Regions from separate parts of the Mus musculus genome. Here region 2 is linked to region 1. A link is a contact called in public promoter capture Hi-C data. All regions are on one chromosome and are shown on one strand. Each heading gives the region's core, a stretch centred on a gene start, on an enhancer-like site or on the middle of the called end of the contact. The rest is flanking DNA. Distances are from core to core; before and after follow the strand shown. Region 1 holds the start of Cldn20 (claudin 20). Region 2 holds the start of 4930517M08Rik (RIKEN cDNA 4930517M08 gene).

Region 1 (4,605 bases), core at 1,503-4,002:
AAAAGGTATGGAAGTGTCTAGATTGTTCAGACAGCTAAGTACAGACCTCTGGGGATTGCTTCATTTGAATTAGAAGTTATGTATCTGTTTTAAATACTTTTGGTATGAATGAGTCTTTTGTGGAAAAATTAGCTTTAAATTTTGAAAACTAATCTACAGACTTCCTTTTGGCAAGTTGTTCATAAATTGGACATATTTTAAGGTTCTGTTCTCAATGTGATGTGTTCTGGAAATATAAGTGTTCTCAAGACTCAAGGTCCCACCTGAGGCCCCCTCGCTTTTTTATCTCCTCACCACTGCTGTTAGCACAATTGCTGAACTGTGTCTTGTCCCCCAGCAGAGTGACATGAGGGCACAGGTGGCTGGTGAGGAAAGCCTCAATGCTACAGGGTGCAGGGCACCTGTGCACCTGCAGCAGGACGTGAGCCTCAACCTTTTTACACAACTTTCTTTCTTTCTTTCTTTCATAATTCTCTATGCACAAGAAGGATGTGAAGTCCAGACACCCTGTGCACGAACCAAGTCCTGTGCTAACTAGAGATGCAATGTCTTAATATTTACTTGCTTTTGCCTGACTGCAATTAATTGCTGCCCGGACTTGCTAATTTTGACAACTGACTTCTTACTGATCTCTACGACACCAAAATGTACTTATACATTTAGGAAATGTATTGTTTGATTGAAAGAGAGTTCTAATAGTAAAGGTGGATATAGATAGATCAACATGTAAGTTATTCCATCAGGCAAACAGCAAGATGATCTTCAGGCAGTGTTGACACTGATCCCAACTACTGGAGCCTCCTGGGCTGGAAATAAGTCTGTGAGGCAGTTTCACAGACTGACGCCTGAACTCACAAGAGCTGGTAAGAACTGTAGATACACGAGCTTGCTCCTCCCTGCAGGCTCTTAACTTTCCTTCTGTTTTGGTTATAGCTGGGACATCTGGGGAACAAAAGAACTAAACTGCTCGCCCCCTGCAGATTAAGTCCCAAGATCATCAAGCTGGTACACGGCTGACTCAAGAATGTAATTCCTTAAAATCATGGGCTGACAAAACAGAACTCGGCTGGGCGTGGGGGCACACGCCTTTACTCCCAGCACTTGGGAGGCAGAGGCAGGCAGATTTCTGAGTTTGAGGCCAGCCTGGTCTACAAACTGTGTTCCAGGACAGCCAGAGCTACACAGAGAAACCCTGTCTCGAAAAACCACCAAAACCAAAAACAAAACAAACAAACAAAAAAAACCAAAAAAACAAAAAACCAAAAAAATCAGAACTCAATCCAGCATCGTAAGACCTGGTGTCTTAAGAGACACAGCTATCTATGGCAGGTTTGTACTTCCACATAGGCCTGGATTAGTGTTACTCTAAGTATTTAACAAAAGCCACACACCAGCCTCTTGGCAAGAAGGAAAGCCAAACCATTTGTCCTATCTGTTACCCACACAGGCCTTGGCTTTCCTGGAGAGGGAAGGAGCAGGCAGGTGCCTCTGTCAGGACAGAGGAAGAGAGGAGGGAGGAGCAGACAGGAGCGAGCTGCAAGGCAGCCGAGCAGCGAAGACTGTGGTGTGGGCGCTTCCACCTGAGTCCACCGATGTAACCAATCACACTCTAGACTTCCTAAGGTTTCCTGCAGCTCTGGGATCCTAAAAACGTTAATTCACTCACTTCAAGGAAGGAAAAGAAAAATCCAAACGTCTCACTTTCTGGACGGATGCTCAAGTCCAGAGACATGACATAAACCAAGATTCACCTCCAGGCTCTTTGGGTTGAAGTGTGTGTAAGAATCACAACAGTCACAGCAGTTTATAAAACACCAGTGTTGCAGCAGTCCAGAGAGAGTAGTAAATACTATCAGATGGAGTGCACAATGGTGGACCAGGAATGTGAAGATGGAGATTAGGAAGTACTTTTGCCTTTTAAAAGCCAGCTACAAAGTAAAACAAGGGGCAGGGGGATCTTATGATTTTCCCTATGGCAACAATGTGGCTATTTCTGGCCCTGTTTCTGAGTCATTCAGGGAATTAGAGTTGTAATTCTGAACACTTGCCCTGGATTGTGACTGGGAAGCATTCGACTGGTAAGGAAAAAGGATCTTACATTTTTGTAAGCTAGTACCAGGAACAAATGCTAGCTAACCCACAGAAGGGCTGTGCTGAACTTGAATTCCTTCTATTTTCCTTAAGCCTCACACATGGTATGTGCTGAATAAAGATTTAATTCAAACCTTTTTTCAGTTACCTTTGCTAATATTTATAAATTATTTGGAGGAGGTAGATTTGAGGTTGTTCCTTATGATTTAAAACTATTTAATGTGGTTTACAATGCTAACAAAATTCTCCATCAGAGTTTACAGCTGCAATCTGAAGTGTCTAACCTGAGTATGTCTACTTGGCAGACATTTTCAGCGCACTTAGGGTCTTCCGTGGATGACTCTACTCACACCACAAACCAAGCACTGCTTGTGATGCTCCCTCAGCAGATTGCTAGCCCCCAAGTCCACCATGAGCCCGCAGCCTCCTCTCCCACTCTGTGCATGTCTGTGCATGCAGGCAGCAAGGATGCTAGTCAGTGTGCCCTGGCTCCCCTGTGAAGTCTTTTTGTTTTCTTATTCTTCCTTCACCCCCAATCCTAATTTTGCTTCTCTCCATAGCTTTTGTTATGTGGGTCTCAGCTGCACAGAAATAGCTACAGATCTGACCACACACCACAATTACCCACTGAGATCTTCTAGGAGAACAGAAGAGTAACATCATGGCCTCGGCAGGTCTCCAGCTCCTTGCTTTCATCCTGGCCGTGTCTGGGGTGTCTGGAGTACTCGCTGCCACTCTGCTGCCAAACTGGAAGGTTAATGCATACGCAGGACCCAACATTGTAACTGCTGTTGTCCAGGTGCAGGGGTTGTGGGTGGACTGCACGTGGTACAGCACTGGGATGTTTAGCTGCACTCTAAAATACTCCATTCTGTCGCTCCCCGTCCATGTGCAGACTGCGAGGGCCACCATGGTCCTGGCCTGTGTTCTGTCTGCTTGGGGGATTTGTACTTCGATAGCAGGAATGAACTGCACTCACTTAGGAGGAGACACACACACCAAGAGTAAAATTTCCTTTGCTGGAGGAGTCTGCTTCATCACTGCAGGGATCTCTGGTTTAATCCCAACAGTGTGGTACACCAAGGAGATCATAGCGAACTTTCTGGATCTGACCATTCCGGAAAGCCACAAATATGAACCTGGAGGAGCCCTGTACATTGGGTTTATTTCGGCGATGCTACTACTTATCTCTGGTGTTATTTTCTGCACTTCTTATATACAGAAGAACCAAGAACCATGGATCTACCCTCCCAAGCAGAAACTTTCCACTACCTGGCAGCCAAAGAACAGGCGAGCACATAACTTGAAGGATTACATGTAAAGAGCTGTGGGATGAACAGGTAGTGAGGCCTCTGAGAGCCTGCTCAAAATGTATTAGAATGAAGAGAAAAACCACATGTATGCTTAATTTCCTTTAAGAGAATATAAAATATTAAAAAATTGTGAGGTACTTTAAAATGCCAACAAACGATCACATACAATTATATCTACTGTCTTGCGTTTATTTTCCCATTATTGCATTCATGTTTTATTTAAAGTATGTAACTGAAAGAGGGCCTGACTAGACTAATAAAGTGATGGATGACAGTATTAGTTTACTTTTAAAGATAACTTTTTAATATATCTTTTACATTACTTTTTTTTAATTGCAAAGTATAAAAATGTTCTTGATCAACATCCTTTAGTGCTGATCAGGAATATCGCCTACTTTTGCCCCCTAGTGGGCAATGTCTGAATATTCTGCTGTTTTAAAGCCACAGGATGTGAGGAGACCCCAGGAAAGAGAAACAGAACTCATGCAGATATCACCCAAGCCATCCAGCCATAGACCCAACTTCCATTCCAAATTTTCATGTGTTATAATATATGCAAATTAAGATTAGATTGAATTAATAAACTGGTAGATGCTACTGCAGCACAAAAAATCCAATATAAACACAAACTAAAATATAGCACTTTTAAAGTACCAGCTGAGTAATAAGAGCCCTGCTTGCTTCAAATTACCTGAGCACTGACCCCTCTTCTGCATCCAGAAAACGATTACATTCATTTCCCCAACTCTTTGGATTCATCCCATCCCAATGGCTCACATTTGTCACTATTTGAGTAAGTCCCTTGTGTTTGAGACTGGGTCTTACCGGATAAGCCACATGCCTCCCTCCTGTGTGCTGGGCTTACACACATACTCCACTATGCTCAGCTTAGTCACCTTTAAGTTGTATTTTTTTCCTCAAAATTCATTCAAGTTAACAAAAACACTGCTGTTCTCTTATAAATGAGCATCTTCAGTTAATACAAGTAAATTAAGTTTTAAAGGAATGTTTTTTAAATATGCATATAAATTATGACATGTAATTCAAATATTCTAACAAAGATTTGGACTTTTCATAGCTGCAAAGAAACATTGCAGTTTTTCTAGTAATCTATTTGCTAGTTTATGCTTATTAATAGCTCATAATGGAACTGCTAAAGATAAAAGTCTACACATTAATAACTTAGAAGTGTGTATACAGA
Region 2 (4,605 bases), core at 1,030-3,529, 1.1 Mb after region 1:
TCAGAACAATCCTGAAGCTCACCCACCCACACACACCCACACCCACACCCACAGGTTTCTGTGGCTGGTTGGAGCTTGGTGACATCCTCATTGTTGACTCCCAAGTGGTATCATGCGACTTCAGTAGGCTCCTCTTTAGAGGAAAGGGAAAGGGCCAAAGCCATGAGAGGAGAGCTTGCTGCAAAGTGTCTCTGCACTTGGGCTGTATTTATGAGAGGCTGCAGAAAGGATAGTTCCTGTGGGGAAGCCAGACATTCAACCTTCTTTGAACTTGACTCCCCTGAAGCAGTGTCATACAGGCATGGGGTCAGTTACATTGTCAGGTTCCTCAGAGGCTGGCTGTCATGCACTAAGGGGGTTGTGTCTACAAAGCATTTCACATTTAAAGCCTAAGTCCACTCTTGCTGTCACAGGCTCTAGCTCTTCCATTGAACTCCAAGACCCCAAGACCAGGTCTCATCAGGGTGTGTGTTTGTTTGCTGATGTCAATCATCTTTCCTCTTTCTTTCATGTCTCCTTGCCAGCTTACAGAATGGAGGTAGTACTCACGCTATGTTGATACTGGGTATCTTTATGACAGTTCTCCGATACTTTGATAGCCATCAAAGTCTTAAACCTACAGTGAACAGGGGCTATCCAAGAATTGGAACATAGATATAATGCAGTTGGAAGGCTGTGGATGGGAGTAGATATGGTTTATTTCAAAGGGGTTTGCCACTGTCCACAATGCCAGAAAAACAAAGATGTTCTTGCTTCCTACAGCTCTCTTCAGAGAAAGATCGCCAACTGCTTTCAAACACTGGTTCCTCATCCTACACTGTAAGCATGAGCTCTCCCTGAGCGATAAGTATCTCCAGTTGACCCTGAGAAGAATAATTACAGGCAGGTCTTGGTTTCTTTTCTTTTCTTTTCTTTTCTCTTCTTTTCTTTTCTTTTTTTTTTTTTTTTTTTTTTTTTTTTTTTTAGGTCTCCTTTCTGCCACACTTGATCATACAAAATGTGAGCAAAAGTTAGGAGGTCTACACAGACTCCTGAAGCCTTCAAACTTAGTTTCTAGAAGAAAACTTCCCTTAGAACCTGAATATAATTCTTTGGAATATTATTCTGTTGTATTTGTTGAGCTAGATGCACAGGCAATCAAAGAGGAAGGACTTGCTATAACAGTAGGAAGGAAATGGAAACAGGCAGGTGGCTGGACACAGGGGCACAGAACACATTTGCATTTTGAGGACAGGCGACTAATTCCCAGTCTCAGCTCCTAGAACTTACAGACTACCGCCTCCACCCACACTCCAGCCCTGCCACTTTCAGAAGGTGTGATTTTCACTTTCCTTTTCAAATGCTAGTTAGAACCCGGGATTCCCTCCTCTGCTGTTGCTACTCATAGGCCAACTACCAGTCAGCACTCCCTTGCTGTGCTTTAGTTCCTGAGCTAAATCACTCAAAAGAGCAAAGACCTGTTTGACCCACTGATTTCAGGGGATTCAGTCCAAGGTTGCCTGGCCCTGTGGTTTGGGAACCTGTAAAGAGGCACTGTACCACAGTGAAGGGAAAGGATCAGCAGAGGAAAGCACTCACCTCCAGGCAGCCGAGAAGCAAAGCAAGGCATGCAATGTCAGTACCCCCCTTTTAAGGGTGTGTCCCCATTGACCTCACTTCCTTTCCTAAGGACCCACTTCCTGCAGCTTCTAGAACCCCACCATAGTGCCACAGGCAGATGATTAAACCTTGAACACATGAGTCTTTGAGGGGAGAGAGAAGATCAAGATTATAACAAACCACTCGTTCATTCTTATATTAGTCAGCTCTCCTTTCACATCACAAGAGCAAGGATAACCTAGACAGAGAAAACACATCCACAGCTTAAAATGCAGAAGGTTCTATTTAAAATGGAGCACTACACCACTCCAGTGAGGTCACCAGACATAATGACAGGGATTCTGTGTTAGCAGGCTACCAGGAACACATAACAAGCCTTTGAAGTCATATCCGTAAGACACAAGAACCTCTTAGACATCACCTCTTACAAGTCCAAGGAACCTCTCAAGATTGCATGTGGGACTATTAAAGATATTGCCCACATTCAAAACACAGGAATCTTTTAGATTGAACCTAAGTCCCTCCATGTAAAACCTCCAACTACTTGTGTGTCCCACCTGTAACTTTGAAATGAACATGAGTCTTAATATGTCAGCTCCTCATAGTGACAGGACTGCCTGAGGGCAGAGGTCATCTAGAGGTCATCATCCTTGTGACCTCACTGCCTCAAATATGGCAAGGGCCTAAGAAACATTTTCAGAGAAAAAAACAAAACCAGAACTGTGCTAGGCATGAGCATGCACCCTGTAATTCCAGTGCTCCAGAGGATCTGAGTTCAAGGCCAGTCTGAACTACTAAGCAAGACTTTGCCTGAAAAGGTAGGGAGGGAAAGAAGAGGAGAGAGGACAGAAGTGGGGGAATAACAAGAGGGTAGAAGGTGGAGGGGGCAGGGATTCACCTGTGGCAGGTAAATGAAGTAATTTAAAATGTAAAGATCCAAGCCCTAGGTTAGCACCCTGGAATATAGCCAGGAGACTGAATGGCAAGCAGAAGGGCCACAGTAAATTATTTAGAAAAGATTAAGGTATCTTTTATAACCTTTGTTCTGAAATTCGAGTACTCTGGCAACTTGTTTTTAGAATGATTTTGATGAGAATCGCAAAGAGGCCATTTGTTTGAACACCCTGTAGGTTAGTATCAGGTAGAAGATAGGCTGCTATCAACACTGTTTACCAAGTGGCACCAAAATAACTGCTATTTCTAACATAGGACCTCTGACCTTAACTCAAGCTTTAAGTCACCTTGGCCTAGTCACCTAGGAAGCTTGTCACCTCATCTGAGGCAGAGCACAGATACAATTCCTATTCCAATAGTAGAAGAGAGGTGACTCCCAGAAAGAAGCTCCCAGAAATAAGGCAGGTGGCAACCTTGGGCAGACGGAAGCATCTGCTTCCAGAGTCAAGAATTGGCACCTTGTCTTCTGTGGGCCCAGACAGATCTGTTTACCATCCATCCCCAGTGAGCGTATATGGTATTGATAAAATATTTACTAAGTCTTAATACTTGTCCAAACAACAAAACTATTTACATTCTGTGTTCTAGAAGGCAGGCAGAGTGGAAGAGGAAAAACACAGGCCCGTCACTCCATCCTTCACATTTCAACACAGAAGGAAATATGGAAAACTAAATGGAAACCAGGCCAGTAAGGGAAAGCACTTTATTGGGTTTTTTTTTTTTTTCTTTTTTCCGAGACAGGGTTTCTCTGTGTAGCCTTGGCTGTCCTGGAACTCACTCTGTAGACCAGGCTGGCCTCGAACTCAGAGATCTGCCTGCCTCTGCCTCCCAAGTGCAGGGATTAAAGGCATGCGCCACCACACCCAGCACTTTATAACATAATAAATCCATTATCTCCAGGGAAGGTCCCCAAACCTAGCACCTGCTTTCCGCATATCTTCCTTATGATCAGAAATGTCCCACCACAAGTCTGAGGTCATATTCATTTAGCAGGGAGTCTTCTCTCAGAAAGAAGCTCCCAAACCAGGCATGGTGGCGAGTGCCTGTGAGCTCAGCACTTGGGAGGCAGAGGCAGGAAAGTTAAGAGTTCAAAGCCAGACAGGCCTACACAGCAAGTTCTAGGCCAGCGGAGCTGTTCAGTGAGATCCTGAAAGAGGGAAGGGTGAGGGTTTAGGAGAAAGGGTAGAGTGGGGTATGGGGAGAAAGAGGAAGGAAGGGAGGGAGGGAGGGAGGGAGGGAGGGAGGGAGGGAGGGAGGGAGGGAGGGAGGGAGAATAAAGAAAAGAAGAGAGGAAAGGAAGACAAGAGGGAAGAGGGAAGGGAAGGAAGAAGGCAAGGTGAGAGACAGAGAAGAAATAGCAAATACTGTACCTGATGCCCATATGCCAATTCAAATTGAATATGGACAGAGAAATAAGCTTTCTGTTGACATTTTTGAAACACAGCTACCTCCAGTTCTACTTCACTCTCTACTCTGATTTCTAGGGCCCACAAGCAGATGAGATAAATACAGAGCTTGGCCAGGAAACAACCCCACAGCATCTGGTAGTCTGTTCAGCACCCTGCCCCCTCCATATCTTCAACTTTCAAGGTTAAAGTATGTCTCATTTCAAAGTCACAGCCATGGGCAGATGCAGGGCACCTCTGCAAAGTGCACTCCGGCTCAGAAAGCCTGCCCATTGACACCACTTTCAAAGGAAGAGCCGCTTTCATCTCTAGCTGATTGTCAGACCTAAGGAAAGGCCTGCCGGCTGCTGCAGCAGAGCCAACCTGGCTGGCTGTTATCCACAAGAGAACAGCACCCCGACTCCCAGCCCCAGCAAACAGCTGAGCTTGGGAAAAGGAAAGCAGGAGAAAGGAGCTCTTAAACAAGGCAGCCACCCCACCAATGCCCTGCCTGTATGCCAAGTGTCACTTCAAAGAGATCAGACAAAGGCTTTGCACTTAGGAATCGGGGCCAACTCTATTGACAATGCATTACTAAGACCCAGTGTGCCATTGTGATATGGGGAAAGAGCTCAGCTGGTAAACTACAAGAATCTGACTTGAACTC

The links. Promoter capture Hi-C pulls out the DNA fragments that hold promoters and counts their contacts.
Region 2: a promoter capture Hi-C map of embryonic stem cells shows a contact between it and region 1, with 3 times the contacts expected there. The contact joins the promoter of 4930517M08Rik here to the promoter of Cldn20 in region 1. A contact is called at or near these places in 2 of 39 promoter capture datasets (embryonic stem cells and hippocampal neurons).

The regions. Positions count from the first base shown.
Region 1 is chr17:3,529,802-3,534,406 of GRCm38.p6, forward strand. It overlaps Cldn20 (claudin 20), which reads left to right and starts at 2,753. Exons shown (of 1, transcript NM_001101560.1): 1 at 2,753-3,412. The coding sequence starts at 2,753. The coding sequence ends at 3,412. The region is part of intron 5 of Tfb1m (transcription factor B1, mitochondrial); the gene reads right to left.
Region 2 is chr17:4,632,701-4,637,305 of GRCm38.p6, forward strand. 4930517M08Rik (RIKEN cDNA 4930517M08 gene) reads left to right here and starts at 2,280. Exons shown (of 3, transcript NR_130984.1): 1 at 2,280-2,417; 2 at 3,145-3,241; 3 at 4,038-4,605. Gm34259 (a long non-coding RNA gene) reads left to right here. Exons shown (of 3, transcript XR_876346.1): 3 at 763-820.